Regions from separate parts of the Sus scrofa genome. Here region 1 is linked to region 2. Evidence: chromatin contacts called from public Hi-C data. All regions are on one chromosome and are shown on one strand. Each heading gives the region's core, a stretch centred on a gene start, on an enhancer-like site or on the middle of the called end of the contact. The rest is flanking DNA. Distances are from core to core; before and after follow the strand shown. Region 1 holds the start of ZMPSTE24 (CAAX prenyl protease 1 homolog). Region 2 holds the start of CAP1 (adenylyl cyclase-associated protein 1).

Region 1 (3,831 bases), core at 1,165-3,664, 200 kb after region 2:
GAGTAACATAGAGCTGGTAGTCTGGGCGGGAGACAGAGAATAAAATGAGCTTGGATTTCCCTAGTGGCCTAGTGGTTAAAGGATCCAGCATTGTCACTGCTGTGGCTCAGATCATAGCTGTGGCATGGATTTGATCCCTGGCCTGGGAATTTCTGCATGCCACAGGCATAGCTAAAAAAAAAAAAAAAAAAAATGAATATGGCAAGCTAGATGCAAAAAGTAAAACAGGTTGGCTGCTCTCTTAGGATAGTGTGGTAGAAACTGAGGGGTCACAGTGTGGTAGAAATTGAGGGGTCACAGTGTTTCTGGCTCTCAGTTCCCCAGAAAAGATGTGTGACCCACACCACAATTATAAGGGGTCGATACCAAGTATTCATTCTTACTGGGGGTCATTCTTTTCTTGAAATCAAAGCATTTATGTCTAGGGCATCAATTGAGAGATCTTGGATGTTTCGCACACAGAGAATCAAGGCAAACTAAGAAAAGGGCTTGAGAGCCATTTTATCATTCAGGCTAGGCGGGGTGGACACCTTACCCCAGTGTCCACCACCCTAGGGAGGAGAAGCCTTATCCACCAAATTCAGTCTCTCTTCTTTGGCAAACCCTGACAATAGCCTGTTTTGAGGATCTCACTTCAGTTTCCACATAGACCGTCCCATCTGTTAACACTATCCTTCTGAAAAAGGTGACAAGTTACTATTTACTTTCCATAATTTACTTCTCCCTCCAGTGCTACTTCCCTAGTGCAAGCCACCATTATCTCTCACTAGGATTCACAAAATGGCCTTCAAACTGGACTCTCTGCTTCCATCTGTGTCTCCATTCAGTTTATTCTCTAGCTGGTAGCTAAAAAGATCACGTGACTCTTCTGCTCAAAACCTTTCAACGGCTTATTATTTCACTCTGATTAAAGATCAAGGTTTTTAAAAAAAATTTTTTTTTGGGGTCTTTTTAGGTCCACACCCACAGCATATGGAGGTGCCCAGGCTAGAGGTCCAACCGGATCTGCAGCCGCCGGCCTACGCCAGAGCCACAGCAATGTTGGATCCCTAACCCACTGAGCAAGGCCAGGGATAGAACCTGCATCCTCATGGATTCTAGTCAGATTCACTTCTGTTGAGCCATGACGGGAACTCCCAAGGTTTTTTTGTTTGTTTTTCTCTGTTTTTTTTTTTAGCTTTTTAGGGTCACACCAGCCACATATGGAAGTTCCCAGGCTAGGGGTCATATCAGAGCTACAGCTGCTGGCCTACCACAGCCAGGGAAAAGTCAGATCTAAGCCGGGTCTGGGACCATGTGTAGCTTGAAACAACTTGGGATCCTTAACCCACTGAGCAAGGCCAGGGATCAAACTGCATCTTTATGGATACTAGTTGGGTTCTTAATCCCCTGAGCCACAGCAGGAACTCCCAACGACTTTTAATTACACCGGGCACTCTCACTAAGAGGTATTTAGGAGTTGAGAAATTTGAGATATTTGGTTGCAGTTGTTTACTGCAACACATCTTTGGCATTACAATATTACTTTAAATATTTCTTAGTTGCGGCTGCAGATTTAGCTCAATTTATTGTAAATAATAATTATGCAAATTAACACCAGTCTCTGTGTCAAACCACCTAACTAAATCAGACTTATCTTCAATCAGAAAAACGTTCAAGTCAAATCAATGTGTTAACAGGCATTACTGTGAGCATGTTGCATTTCTGAATTCCAAGACAAACATGGCACTGAGCCTTGATAGGAATTTGTCTCTAGAAAAACACTTTCACTTCAGGTATTTCTAACCTAGCTATCCTTGCTTTACCCAACAGCACACTCCCTTAGGCAAAATGCTGCCTCTGACTTTGCTTGGGACGGAAGAGTTGAGATCTTTAAAGGAAAATTCTCATTACTACCACCAACATGCCCAAATTCAGAACAGCCCAATACAGGCCAAGATACTGCACTTATAACGTCTAGTACTGCTCTTAACTATCCTTTTAGTCTTTTAAGATATCCCATGGATGTACAGACCACAGTCTGAGAAGCACTAGTTCAGAGGAATGATTTCTAGAGCCTGGGAAGTCGGCTCTTCTCTGATTCTTCCCAGCTACCTCACGGCGGGATCCGTGGCCCACTCTGTCCGTTCTGGCTTAGCCTCTAATACCAGTGGGATGTTCCCGGCCGCGGAAAGCACGGCACAGGCTGCACCCAGGCAGGGCATGCCCTAGAACGAAGAAAAGTAATTGCAACTCGGGAGGCTAGAAAGTCGAGAGCTCAGCATCTCAGTCGGGCCCTGGAGGGAAACCGGAACCCTCGGCATAGACCCTAGGTGGACGGGAGCGGGAAGAAAGTTGGTGCAGCTCAGGGGGCGCAGGGGCGGGCAGAGGCCGGAACTCCGCGTCTGGGCGCCCGCCCTCCTGGGGCCGGAAGTCAGAAAGGCGGGGCTTATCTTGCCTCCAGGCCCTGGGCGGCCCCAGGGTGCGTCAGCATGGGGAAGAGTGTTCATGTAACACTGCAGGCTGAGCGAAGGGAGTGGGATGGGCCGGGTGTCGGTATAGGGGCGCTCGGAAGGGACGAATATCGCTGTGACACTGCGGGGACGCTTTGAGGGGACCGGAGTCGGTGTGGCACCAGTGCACGCTGAAGAAGCCGGCGGAGCCGGGTGGCCATGGGGATGTGGGCGTCGCTGGACGCTATGTGGGAGATGCCCGCCGAGAAGCGTATCTTCGGGGCTGTGCTGCTCTTCTCCTGGACAGTGTATCTTTGGGAGACCTTCCTAGCACAGCGGCAGGTGAGCCTAGACAGGGCCCACCTGACCCGACACCCGGTCAGCTCTAGGCCAGCCTCAATCTCGACCCCAAGTACCTGGATGATTGCTGCGACCCCAGCACCAGCTTCGACCTTCTGGGTCCCTACTGAGCCTCCTAACCTGGCCCAATGGCGGGGTTGGCCTGGAGAGGATCTGGTGCCTCAGGACCTTTTCCCGCAACGTAGTCATGGGATCCGGGTAGGTTAGGGCCTGATGAAAGGCAAGGCAGGGCTGCCGGCTTGTCAGGCCTCAGCTCTTGTAGCTGCCCAAAGCTTCCTTAGGATTCTTGGCCTTAGACGTACCTCCTTTATTTTTGGCAGCAACCCATAAGTCTTCACAAGGAAGATGCAAAAATTTTTGAATTACAGCTTCTCCTTGTCCTTTGTGTCATGTTCACATCAACCATAGGACTCCTGAAAATAAAAAATTCACAGTCCTTCCAAGGACTCTTTCCTTAAAAAAAAAAAAAAAAAAGTATATTCTTATTGTTCCAAAAACAATATTTTCTTGTTTTTCTTAAAAGCATCTTTGTTGTTTTTGTTCAAATAGTTTAAACAGTAAAGTAGAAAGTGAAAGTTACTTAACAGTACCTTGGCAAGATATAATAAACAGTTTGATGGATGAGAGAGTTGAATTTTTTTTTGGTTTTACAGCCACTCCTGTGGCATATAGAAGTTGCTGGGCCAGGAATAAAATTGAAGCAGCAGCTGAGGCCTATGCCACAGCCACATACGAGACCCAAAGCTTGTGGCAACACTGGATCCTTAACCCACTGAGCGAGCCCAGGGATGGAACCCGAATCTTCAGGGACACTATGTTGGATTCTTAACTTGCTGAGCCACAACGGGGACTTCGAGAGCTGAACTTTTAAATGAGATGGATTTTAAGTAACCACTTTATTGCAGTCTTTCACTGGCTGGTTTGCTTTACCTACGTTGTTCCATGCTGTCACTGAATTACATCAGTGGTTAGGATAACCTTTTTTATTTATCTATTTATTTTTTTGTCTTTTTGCTATTTCTTTGGGCCGCTCCCGAGG
Region 2 (4,162 bases), core at 307-2,806:
ATCTGAGCCGAGTCTGCGACTTAGACCACAGCTCAAGGCAATGCCAGATCCTTAACCCGCTGAGTCCCGCTGAGTGAGGCCAGGGATTGAACCCACGACCTCATGGTTCCTAGTCGGATTCCTTTCCGCTGCACCACGATGGAAACTGCCCCAATTTATAGATGGGGAAATTTTCTTCCTTCTCTCTCTTTTTTTTTTCTTTTTTGCTATTTCTTTGGGCCGCTCCTGCGGCATATGGAGGTTCCCAGGCTAGGGGTCCAATCGGAGCTGTAGCTGCCAGCCTACGCCGGAGCCACAGCAACGCGGGATCCGAGCCTCTGCAACCTACACCACAGCTCACAGCAACGCCGGATCGTTAACCCACTGAGCAAGTGCAGGGATCGAACCCGAAACCTTCATGGTTCCTAGTCGGATTCGTTAACCACTGCGCCACGACGGGAACTCCCTTTCTCTTCCTTCCCTTTTCAGTTTCCTTCTTTTTCTCCCCTTCCTCTACATTGCACGTATAGTCTAGGTATTTCTCGTCTCTAACCCAAAAAAAGATTTGGAAGGACTAAATGTAGAGCTGATTGCAATGACGGCCAGGAGGCTATTTGCCCTGGGCTTCACATATATGAAGCACCAAATAGAACTTTTTCGTATTATGGCTGAGTAGAGTTTCTGTGCAGGTGAGTGTGTGTGTGAGAGAGAGTGATGTTTTTGTTAAATCTAAATATTTTTAAAATGCTACAGTTTGTATACCACATTTTGTCATATGGTCACTTGCTTTTAAACATCCTGGGAGTCATTACATTTAGAAGAGGCCCAGGTTCAGAAAAGTCAGGTAACTGGACCAAAGTCTGCCCCCTATTAAGGTGCCAAAGCCAGGACTGGAACTCAGAATGTCTCTCTACCCAAATGCATGACTGCCTCCAAATTGCTGCAGACGATTCCAGAATGGTCTAGCATAAGGTTTAAGCTCCGGGATTTAGTCAGATAGATATGTTCCCTTCAAAATTCTGACAGTTACTTTGTGAACTTGGCAAGTAATTCAACTCCATTTAAAAATTAGAAGCCATAATGGTACCTACCACAGAGAGTTCCTATTAGAATTAAATGAAAATGCACAAGCATTCAGCATAGCCCTGGCATATAGTCAGCGCGCAGTAAATGGTAACTGTTATTACAAGAACTGTATTTATTGAATGAGTGACTCTATATAACGCCTGCATTCAATTTGAGGATTGGAACTGACAGAGGCGTTCAGCTGAACGGGTGGAACCTGTAGCACTTGCCAATTTTTTTCTGGAAATAAATCTTTGTGGGAGGATAATCACTGGTTGGAAAGTGTGAGCCTTGAGGGAACAAAGCTCTGATCTCCAGGCCTGAGGGGCACGGAAGCGAAGTCTTCCCTGCGTGCAGCGGCCGCAGTGCGGAACGTCCCCCCGACTGAGCGGCATCCGACTAGGGCAGGATCTCTTCTAATTTCGCTCATCTTAATCTTGCGGACCACACCCTTCGCACCGAGAAGTAGGACTCCCAAACCGCGGGGCGGAGGCTGCTGCGCGGCACCAGACCTGACCATCTATGGTCACAGAGCGCACCGAACAAACAGGAAGTGGGGCAAGCTTCCACCTTCCCAGCCGAGGGCAGAAAGAGCAGGGCGGCGGCGGCACGCCCAGAAACCCCGGGCTGGGCCAGAGCGCCCTCGCAGACCCCCTCCCCACACCCAGCCCCCGGAGGTCCTCCAGGCACAACGTCCAGATCAATGGCCTCCTCACGTCACAAACGGGGAAATCGAGGTCTGCACGCCCAGAGGGAGGCGGGGTTTAGCTTTCATCCCCACGGAGAATGGACGGCCACCCAGAATAGCCGCCCTCAGAGAATCGTCCCCTCTAGTCCCTAGACCCCTTTCGGAATACTGCGAAAAGGGCCCGGCCTTTGCCATTGAAGCCAAACTGATGGGAGAATTAGCCACTCATTAGTCCTCCTTCTCCGGGGGTGGAGTTTAGCCAGTAATTTCGGTCCTTCATTGGCCCTGGCGCTTCCGGCTTCTACGGTTGATAGAGGGGCGTGGCTTAGCCTTAAGTACGCCGGCCTGCCCCTCCCTCAATGGGGCGGGGCTTTTTTCCTGCCTAGAGGGGATTCTCTCTCTTAGGCGTGGCGGATAGGGGGCGGAGTCACGAACGGGGCGGCCAGACATCCTCCCCGTCCCTCCTCTGGCCAGGCGTTTCAGCCGGCCGTTCATTTCCGGTGGGGGTGCCGCGCCCAGTGAGGGCCCGGAAGTGGGTCGCGCGAAGATTGCTGGGCGGTTCTTGCCGGAAGTGGAGAGCGGCTGATCGCAGTCCCGAGGTGAGGAACTCTGAGGTGAGTGTGCGCGTCCATGTAGGGACTGGGGTCCCCTCCGAGGCCCACTGGCCCCTGGCTTTGTTAATGGTTTTTCTGGCCTAGGCGCGTGCGGTGAGCCCTCCTGAGGGGCTCCGCGGCGAGGCCCTCAGGCCGACCTGGAGCCTGGGCGCGGTCTCTTGAGGTGAGGCCGGGGTGACCAACTGAGCTAGGCTCTCCTGGGGAGGCCCCCTCCGCTGGACCTCGCAGTTCTGACCATCAGCTTCAGCGGAGGCCTGGTTTCTGAGGTGCTCGTCCTGACTGAAAGGAACCTCTGAGATCTTTTTAGTCTTCCTTATCCCTGGTCTTGCCCCATTGCTCGGATGGGTAAATCGATCCCCGGAGAGACGGGCTGGTCTAAGATCTTACAGCGAGTGAGGGAAACAATCGGAATCTAGACCATAGTTTTTTAGATTATCAGCCTCAGATCCTTCCCGCGTTCATTTCCCAGGACCTTCTCTCTCTACCTTGGAGTGGTCTTCCAGGAGGTGTCGTCTCGTGGGCTATTGCAGGTTAAAGGTTCTCCGATGCGTGCAGCCTGTTTGGATTGCCTGGGGAATTGTTTTTTTTTTTTTTTTTTTTTTAAGAGAGGGCAGATCTTTGTATTTGTAATCAGATAACCTCCCCTTTCTCCTAGTCTATAGCGCTTATTCAAAAAAGCCCAGTTAACTCTGTCAAAGGTGTTGCATACTTCTGGACTTGAAACCATTTGGCTCGTGTTTGGTCTGGCCCCACTGCTAAGCATCGGTAGCCATAGGTGCTTGATTTACCTTTGAGCCTCGTTTTTCTCATCCTTTAAGTGGGGATCTCTGTACCTCAGGGGATGAAATTCAGTGCAACAAATTGTGTTTATTCCGTGTCAGGCACTCTGCCACGTGCAGAGAATGCAGAAACAAAACAAGGTAGACCCTGCCATCATGGAGCTGACAGTGTTTGCAGAGATTTTAACAAGTAACTATAAATACGATGAGTGTTAGGAAAGAAGAACAGGGTGCTTTAGAAGTATGCCACAGGGGCGCAGGAAAATCCCTTCTGCAGAAGCAGAGTTTAAGATGAATTTTGAACAATGAAGAGTTCTATGAAAAGAGAGTGAGAAACTTAAGGCAGAGGTTAGTATCAGAATGGTGTCGGTTGAAGCTCTTTATAGGGATCCCTGTCCAAGTAAAAACCAGGGACAGCCCAGCACTTTCATCATTCACCAGTCATTTATTGAGCCCTTAATAGGTGTGAAACACATATTAAATGGGGGACTTGGCGCTGGTGGCTAAGAATTCAGACGTTCTCATGGAGTGGAGGAGGGGGCAGACAAATCAGAGGTGACTTTCAGTGTCATGGTGCACTGTGTGAGCGCAAGGCTCACACAGAGGAAGAATACTTGAGCCAGGTTTCCAGCTTTGGGGAGGAAGTTGGAATTATTTAGCCATATAGTGAATTTATTTAGGATTTATTCAGATTTATTTAGCCATATAGTGAATCTGGAGAGTCCAAATGCAAGGACATGAAGATCCGGACGTGCGGAAAACCATGACAGGAATTCCAGTAATGTTTGGAGAAACCGAGGAAGTGGTAGTGGTGGGATCATATATGAAGACCCTTGTAAACCATGCTAAGGAATTTGGAGCTCACCCTGAAAGCTGTGGGGAGGCTTAGAAGGCTCTATGGAGGCAAATATGTGGTTAGATTGATGTTTTAGTTCAGCCTGTCAAGTGGGAAGGAACATAATGGGGACGTAGACCAGTGTTTTGGAAGCTTGAACATGACTTGAACCAAGACAATGAGAATGGGAAAGAGAGGAGGG

The links. Hi-C and Micro-C count contacts between places; a contact is called where the count stands out from the background.
Region 1: a Hi-C map of liver shows a contact between it and region 2, with 2.9 times the contacts expected there. The contact joins the promoter of ZMPSTE24 here to the promoter of CAP1 in region 2. A contact is called at or near these places in 4 of 47 Hi-C or Micro-C datasets (epiblast stem cells, heart right ventricle, liver and 1 more) and 2 of 2 datasets of contacts at active chromatin or transcription factors (alveolar macrophages and skeletal muscle).

What each region holds. Positions count from the first base shown.
Region 1 is chr6:96,005,893-96,009,723 of Sscrofa11.1, forward strand. It overlaps ZMPSTE24 (CAAX prenyl protease 1 homolog), which reads left to right and starts at 2,415. Exons shown (of 10, transcript XM_021096012.1): 1 at 2,415-2,774. The coding sequence starts at 2,652.
Region 2 is chr6:95,809,929-95,814,090 of Sscrofa11.1, forward strand. It overlaps CAP1 (adenylyl cyclase-associated protein 1), which reads left to right and starts at 1,557. Exons shown (of 13, transcript XM_021095997.1): 1 at 1,557-2,331.